Regions from separate parts of the Mus musculus genome. Here region 2 is linked to region 1. Evidence: chromatin contacts called from public Hi-C data. All regions are on one chromosome and are shown on one strand. Each heading gives the region's core, a stretch centred on a gene start, on an enhancer-like site or on the middle of the called end of the contact. The rest is flanking DNA. Distances are from core to core; before and after follow the strand shown.

Region 1 (3,222 bases), core at 295-2,794:
TAGCAAATCTCCTGGAGACTTCCGGTATCCTTAGGTGTCCCCTGGCTGGAGGGAAGCCTGTCCAATCAGGGTGGTCCTGATGTCTCCTTTGCTACATTTTACTTACCCTGGTCACACCATCATTTGGCTTTGTTAAAACAGAGATTGGAGTGATTTCTTGACACTCGAGAATGGTGATGTGTGACTCATGGGACTTCCTCCGGAAACACAAGTGGGTTGTCCCACTAGTTCCTGCCAGAAGGTCCCAGCTTTCCGATGTACTCCAGGCACCTTCAATATGCTTACAGTCTTCCTAGATAGGATCTCAATGTGAAGTGAGGAGTAATGGTTTGGACCCAGAGCCAAGCATGTCTCTGCTTCTCTGAAGACAGCAGATGTGCCAGCCATCTTGGAGGCTCATTAGGAGGTCTCAGTTTGGGAGATATACAGCCAAGCGAATGATGGTTCGCTGCTAAGACTCAATGCCTGCCTGTGCACAGCCACTCACGGTTGTATGGGGGAATCTTTTATTAGAAATGTACTCCCATGACTGTATCTACCGCAAATTTCTAATGTCCCTCAATAAATCTCACATGTAGGCTTTAAATAACGATTCTTCCTTCTCTCCGTTCAAGCTGGAGAAGACTGTGTCAGCACTGAGGGACCGAACACTATTATTATTTCTGCCGTCCTCAAATCCTTATTATTTTCCAACATCTCAAATCAAATGCTGCGCTAATTTCCACAATACCCATTTTATTAGTTAAACAAATAAACCTGTAGTAGCAATACCATTAATAAATTAGCAAAATCCATCTGTAAGTGCATCCATTATGTTAAGTTTATGTTGCTCCTTATTTATAATAATATTGCCCTTCTCTGAACTATTTTACTCCACTAAAGGCATTAAACAATTCACTTTTAAAATTTATGGAAAAAAGATGGCTGGAATCCTGGTAATGTAATCCTTTGAAGTTTTATTTATTTATTTATTTATTTATTTATTTTGGAATACAGTTTGGAGAAAGCAAGAATTTTCTTTTCCTCTGCGAGAGGGCAAGGCTGTTGGTAGTTCAGTCCCTTCCCTTCGCCAGCCTTCAAGTCTAGCTCACGTTTCCATGCCCAAAGCATCATAAATAACCAATGAAGTAAAAGACTGTGTCTAAACACTAGGAGTCAATTTCCATAAACGCTCATGTTAAAAAATGCATGACTGGTGTGCTACAGTGTGGACGTGTTTCTCCCTCACCAGCATCAACCTCTGTGCCCTCAGGAATAAGTAAAAGGATCTCAAACCAAGAAGGTGGAGAGGAGCGAGTAGTAGGTGTTAACTGACCACTGCCCTCTGACCTGTAAACACAGTAAAATGGTAGGAAGCTAAACAACCCCGCCCCCACCCTCCGCCCCCACCCCTCACCCTTCACCCCCCACCAACGCCCATGACTCTGTTTCCACAATGGGTGACACAGCAGTGGCCGCCTCCATGACTCTCCGAAGCCAGAGAATACATATGTGGTGCTCACGCAGTGCTTTGGGCTTAAGCTACTGAACAAGAGCCTCTGCTTAGTAGAGAAAAAGACTTAGAGCAGCCACTGACTGTCATTACTGCTGCTGCTGTCCAAGAAAGCTGAGAATGGTAGAGAATAATTTCTGTTCTTTCTCACAATGCCTTAGTAAGTTCTATGTACGTTATTAGTTATTATTCGTAAGTTAGAATGTTGGTTTTATGAATACAGTTTTTGTCGTGTGTACCCAAGTTTTCTTAAGGTCCTAGGACCTTTGCTTTCCTGTGCAGAGCTTCCAGCAGGAAATTTTGCCTGGTTGGTCTGCTTTTAAACGAAAACCAGTATTCTTGTCGGCGTTTGCATTTTAAGGATTTTTACGGGCAAAATGCTCAACAGAGCCGTGCTACACTCTTCATTAGAAGAGGGAAGAGTAGAGAATGTCAAAAACAATAAACTCACGGAGTTTTGAGTCTCCGCTTCAAGCTTCAAGTTCCAGGCAACCTTTGAGACGTTTCGAAGCACAACACCGCCACCTTCTGGTAGCGTCTTGCCATCGTTCTCTCTGCCAGTTGATGGGGGCTCTCTTCCATCCATAATTTGTGTTTTCTGTTAGGACAGATCTAATTTGATTTGTAGCCTTGAAAACTTTAGGTAAAGTCTAGACAATGTCTTAGTTAATTTGAATTAAGATCAAAGAGTCTGAAAACAGAGGGCTTTTAACTGGTTCTGTTGTCGGAGAGGGACGTGATTTTGGTATCAGCGATCTTACCCGAGGCATTCTGTGCCGTTGTTTTTCAAATCTATTACAGGTAAGACTCTATTTCTTGTATCCCAGGCAGGCCTGGAACGCACTGTGTGGCTGAGGATGACCTTGAACTTCGGATTCTTCTGCTTCCTCTTTTTTTTAAGCTAGGGATTAAGCTGCAGCTATGTGTATACCAGGCAAGCACTGTACAGCTGAGAGGCATCTCCGGTCCACTTTCCTAGAGCATTGCAAACATTTTAAACATCACTTGTGTCCTAGGAGGTGGTGAGACTGAGAGGGTTTGCCCCTCACTGCTCCACACTGACCACAGTCAGCCTGCTACATCTCCTGGCCAAGTGAGTCACAGGGGAGATTGGCTAATGGGGTTTTCCTTTTCTGTCCAGTAGAGGAAAAGACGGCAGTGTAGAGGAAGGTGGTCCCAGCTCTGCTCTTACAAAAGACCAGGAGCCCCAAAAGATGGTGAATTGTAGTGAGAGTTTTGGTTTCTTAAAAAAAAAAATACAGTTCTTTATGTGAATATATATTTTTTATTTAATTCTCAAGCGTGGGATATGGGGCTGCTTCAGGTTGTCCACAGCAATTAACTGTGATTGTTTCTAGGTGGTGTGTGTGTGTGTGTGTGTGTGTGTGTGTGTGTGTGATAGAAGACTCTGAAGAAGGCATAAACAGGAGATCCCAAAGAGGGCCTGTGGGGCTGGCTGATGCTCTTCCAGTTGCTTCCCCCACTGCTGCTGGTGGGTTTGCTATAGCTTGTCTTCTGGTTTTCTGGATGGCCAGATATTCTGATGACTAAGATTGGACTTACCCCAAGGAATCCAAAGACCCAAATTGGCAGGAAATAGGCCAGAGAGGTCTACACCACACCCCCTTTCCCTCTAATCTTCTTTCTCTCCTATCCAGTGTTGGGGTTGAAAGGAATAAGGGTTGGAAGGGAGGTAGAGATATAAGAACCCAATAAAATAATAAGACAAA
Region 2 (3,462 bases), core at 596-3,095, 520 kb before region 1:
AGAGTTTGTCACATAAAATGTTACTCCATTCATAAAAAAATGTCTGCATAAAAACCCCTTTCAGTTATCTTAAATGGAAAACAAGCTTGCCTATGCACTCTTTGGATGGTGCAATGTAGCAAATAGGAAATAGGCTTCACATAGAACTTCTTGTCTCAGCGGTGGGAAGGAGGCGTGCTACTGGAAGGACTTGACTGTTTGCTGTTTCTTCTTTACCCACGTCACACCTTTTTAAAGCCCATGGGCAGGATTTGAGACGCATTGACAAGGAACTTCTGCCCATTAACAATATATATTTTGGTAGCAGGTAAAGACTGACTCTTCAAATACCTGACTCTAACTAATGATTTGGAATGAGTCTCCATAATCTATACATTGAGATATTTAAAAATGATCTCTAAGCAAAATTTCAACTCACAGATTAGAATAACAGGATGAGTTTTCATTTATAACTTGGCAGAATTTAGCACTAGGATCCTGTCATGTTGGTTGTATTGGTTTTGGGGGAAGTATTTTAAAAATAAAGTTGCTATCATGGAAATGTTTCAATGTGCATATCCAAAACCAGAAACATTTTTCTTGCATAACCTCAGAACTATTGATACTTTAAATAAATATGTCATATTTCTCTAATACTCTTCCAATTCCCCCCTTTCAGTTGATCTATTTTAATTAGCATGTGAGCAAAGGTGTCTTAAATGATGACAGAAATCAGGGCAACGCTCTGTGTGCTAGTTGGTTATTAGGTAGGGCTCCTTTGTCTATGACAAACATTTTTTACCAGGAAAGTTTTTACACATAGAGAATCATTATGAGATTCTTCACTGTTCACATGGTTGTATGACTCTCTTATTAGCTCTGCTCTTGACTTTTTGGTGACCAAGATTTCATAGTCTTTATACTTCTGATTTAATGAGAAAATCAGAGACTATTCCGTGACTCCTCTTCTCTGGGAGGAAGCCTTGAAGAACCCAGGCAAAGTGGATGGCCAATATGCTGTGACATTGCGCTGCTTATAAATCTCGAGAGTATCTTCTCCTCTGACTGGATAGCCACTGCACTTTGTAAGTGTTATTGAGTCTGACTTTCAGCTGACAAGACTTTCTGGGGCATCCCCCAGAGAGCCGGATGCTGCAGGGTTACCAGCAGAGTCACCACCGTGGGTTAGTGAGAAACTAACAAACACCCGATCTAAAACTGGAGCGTTTGGAACAGTGTGTTTACACCTTACGCAATGCCGGTTGTATTTCAACATTTTCCAAAAATATCACACAAAGGTATTTAGAAAGAAGAAAAACAAATCTGGTTTGTAAAGTGTTTGTCTGAGGACTGCCACTGTTGCCATGGGATTCACAGAAGCAGATTTTCACGGCTTCATCAGACCGAGCCTGTTTTTTGAACAGGTTCCGGGGAGAGTGGGCTCCTGCTGCCCTGTTCTGGGTGTTTTCGTTAGACTTAACTCAGCCTTAGGAATATCAACATTTCCTTTGTACAAAAAGTACATTGGGTGATAATGCCTAGGTTTGCTTTTAGCAGACAGCTTTAGCGATACCAGATTTATTTTCCTATCTGCTGCTTGTTTCTAAATAGACATCATGTAACCAGCTTCACACGGCTCGTCTTGGAGCATAGGCAAATGTTAGCTTAATATTTGAGTGCCATCTGCTGTAAGTTCCATGGCATTCAAGCCCATCTGGCTTCCGTGCGGCAAGTCCCCTTTCTTTTTAACATCTCAGTAGAACGCAGCCCAAGCCTCGCACACTGATGGGGCCGACTCTTCCACTGATCACCGCATGGGGCTGCTGTCCAAGGATCATGTTCTCTTGGCTCTCCATGCACCTTTCCCGGAGACTTGTGCTTCAGCTTCGGGAAGCACGTGCAAGCGTGTGATGTAACTAAGCAGTCAGTGTGTTCCTAAGTCCCTTTGCTTTATCTGAAATAGCAGTCTGACTCTCAGTGGGTGAACATTTGCCACCTCAGTAAAGTTACTGAATAAACGATTATTAAGAACAGAGTATATGCTGGGCTTTTTAGAAGACATTGGAATGGAGGGAGTGGAGAACAGGAAGACTGTCTGCTGCCCTGACATCCCATCCATGAAGGAGATTAATGTATCCACACAAATGAACCCAGATAACTCAGAGCAAGGTGGTGATAGGCAGTGTGAAGTTAAGTCCAGTCCAGAGGTATAGGCAGTCTGGTTCATTTCTCTTGACCTACTTTTACTAGCTTTGAAGTCAAGTTGATCTGAACACTGAACATCATGAGAAGACTAATATTTCTATCAGTAGTTGTGGTAGGAGGTTCTAGAGTCAAGCAATCAGAATTGTAAGCAGGTCATGTAGGCTCATCTTTATTTACGTTATTAGACGTGTCTATACCCACACTCTCATGGATTCCTGAATCAAGTACATAGGAATTCCTGGGTAGGAGCTGAGGAGCCTAAGGTGACTAAGACCCAGTCCTTGAAACCAGACATTGGTAGAGACATGCAGCTAAAAATGATGTCACAAAACATTCCAGGCACACTGAAGGCCACACTTACCCCGGCCTCTCTGTGTTGCTGACTTACACTGCAACAGCTGAGCCGTATCTGTATTCATATCTTTCTGTACTTATTTATCCACAGCTTCCAAAATCTGGGGGCCGGGGGATTATTAGTGGAATATTGATCCCGTTCTTCTTCCCGTTCCCCTTTACTTCAAAGGAAGAGATTAGGTTGTCCAAAAGTAATAACAGTATTTGTTTGGTTTACTGGGGGTGGGGTGGCAAATACAGAAATAATTGTTGCTTCAATTGCCCGAGTACCAGTTTCAGATGCTGAAATGATGACACACTACTGCGGGGGGTGGGGTGCAAATGTGTTTTCTACCTGGCTTCTCCCTGTTATGTGGTACATTTGGAGTTACTGCATAGCTTGAGAAACTCAACAGACCTTTGTATAACTGAAATTAAACATTTAACCTCCATAGAGGCCATCAGGGATCAGGTACAAAGTGGGGCAGAGAGGAGGGATGGAGGAAGCTGCACATTCGTATTGGATTGTTCATACTCCCCAGCCTGAAGCCAGGAGCCTGCAGTAACCTGTGTGAAAGCAAAAGTAAAATTGAGTTTGGGGACTAGGGAAAAGCATTGCATGTCCTCTTATTGTATGCTCTTAGGAGTGTTTTTTTAACACAGTAACTCCAGATACCAAGGAGATTTAGGCCACTCCTATTCTTTTGACTACAGAGAGTGTTTTCTTTCAGTCTTATATTACTCAATAGAACCAGAAAACTATTTGTTTGGCCAATAAAAGCTGCACAAACTTCATCTCACTGAACATTCATAATAAGGGCCTGGTTTTCTGATTAGCCATTTCTTTCTACCCCCAGCCCAGTGTGCATGGTTGGCATCAAATACTGTGCTTTTTTGGAGGCACAACTTTCCAGAGAGGCAGACTCTCCTACCGACCATGGTGTT

What was found. Hi-C and Micro-C count contacts between places; a contact is called where the count stands out from the background.
Region 2: a Hi-C map of liver shows a contact between it and region 1, with 2.3 times the contacts expected there. The contact joins two enhancer-like sites. A contact is called at or near these places in 1 of 484 Hi-C or Micro-C datasets (liver), 1 of 115 datasets of contacts at active chromatin or transcription factors (embryonic stem cells) and 1 of 9 other capture datasets (embryonic stem cells).

Annotation. Positions count from the first base shown.
Region 1 is chr12:71,767,418-71,770,639 of GRCm38.p6, reverse strand. No RefSeq gene overlaps it. Among named protein-coding and RNA genes, the nearest start is that of Daam1, 62 kb to the left of the region's middle. Within about 2 kb of position 1,544, at least 16 of the 459 cell types and tissues checked have an H3K27ac peak or open chromatin away from gene starts, as enhancers often do. A contact at or near this core is called in liver, where this site is marked.
Region 2 is chr12:72,283,839-72,287,300 of GRCm38.p6, reverse strand. All of the region lies in intron 3 of Rtn1 (reticulon 1), which reads left to right. Among named protein-coding and RNA genes, the nearest start is that of Gm52013, 26 kb to the right of the region's middle. Within about 2 kb of position 1,845, at least 38 of the 459 cell types and tissues checked have an H3K27ac peak or open chromatin away from gene starts, as enhancers often do. A contact at or near this core is called in liver, where this site is marked.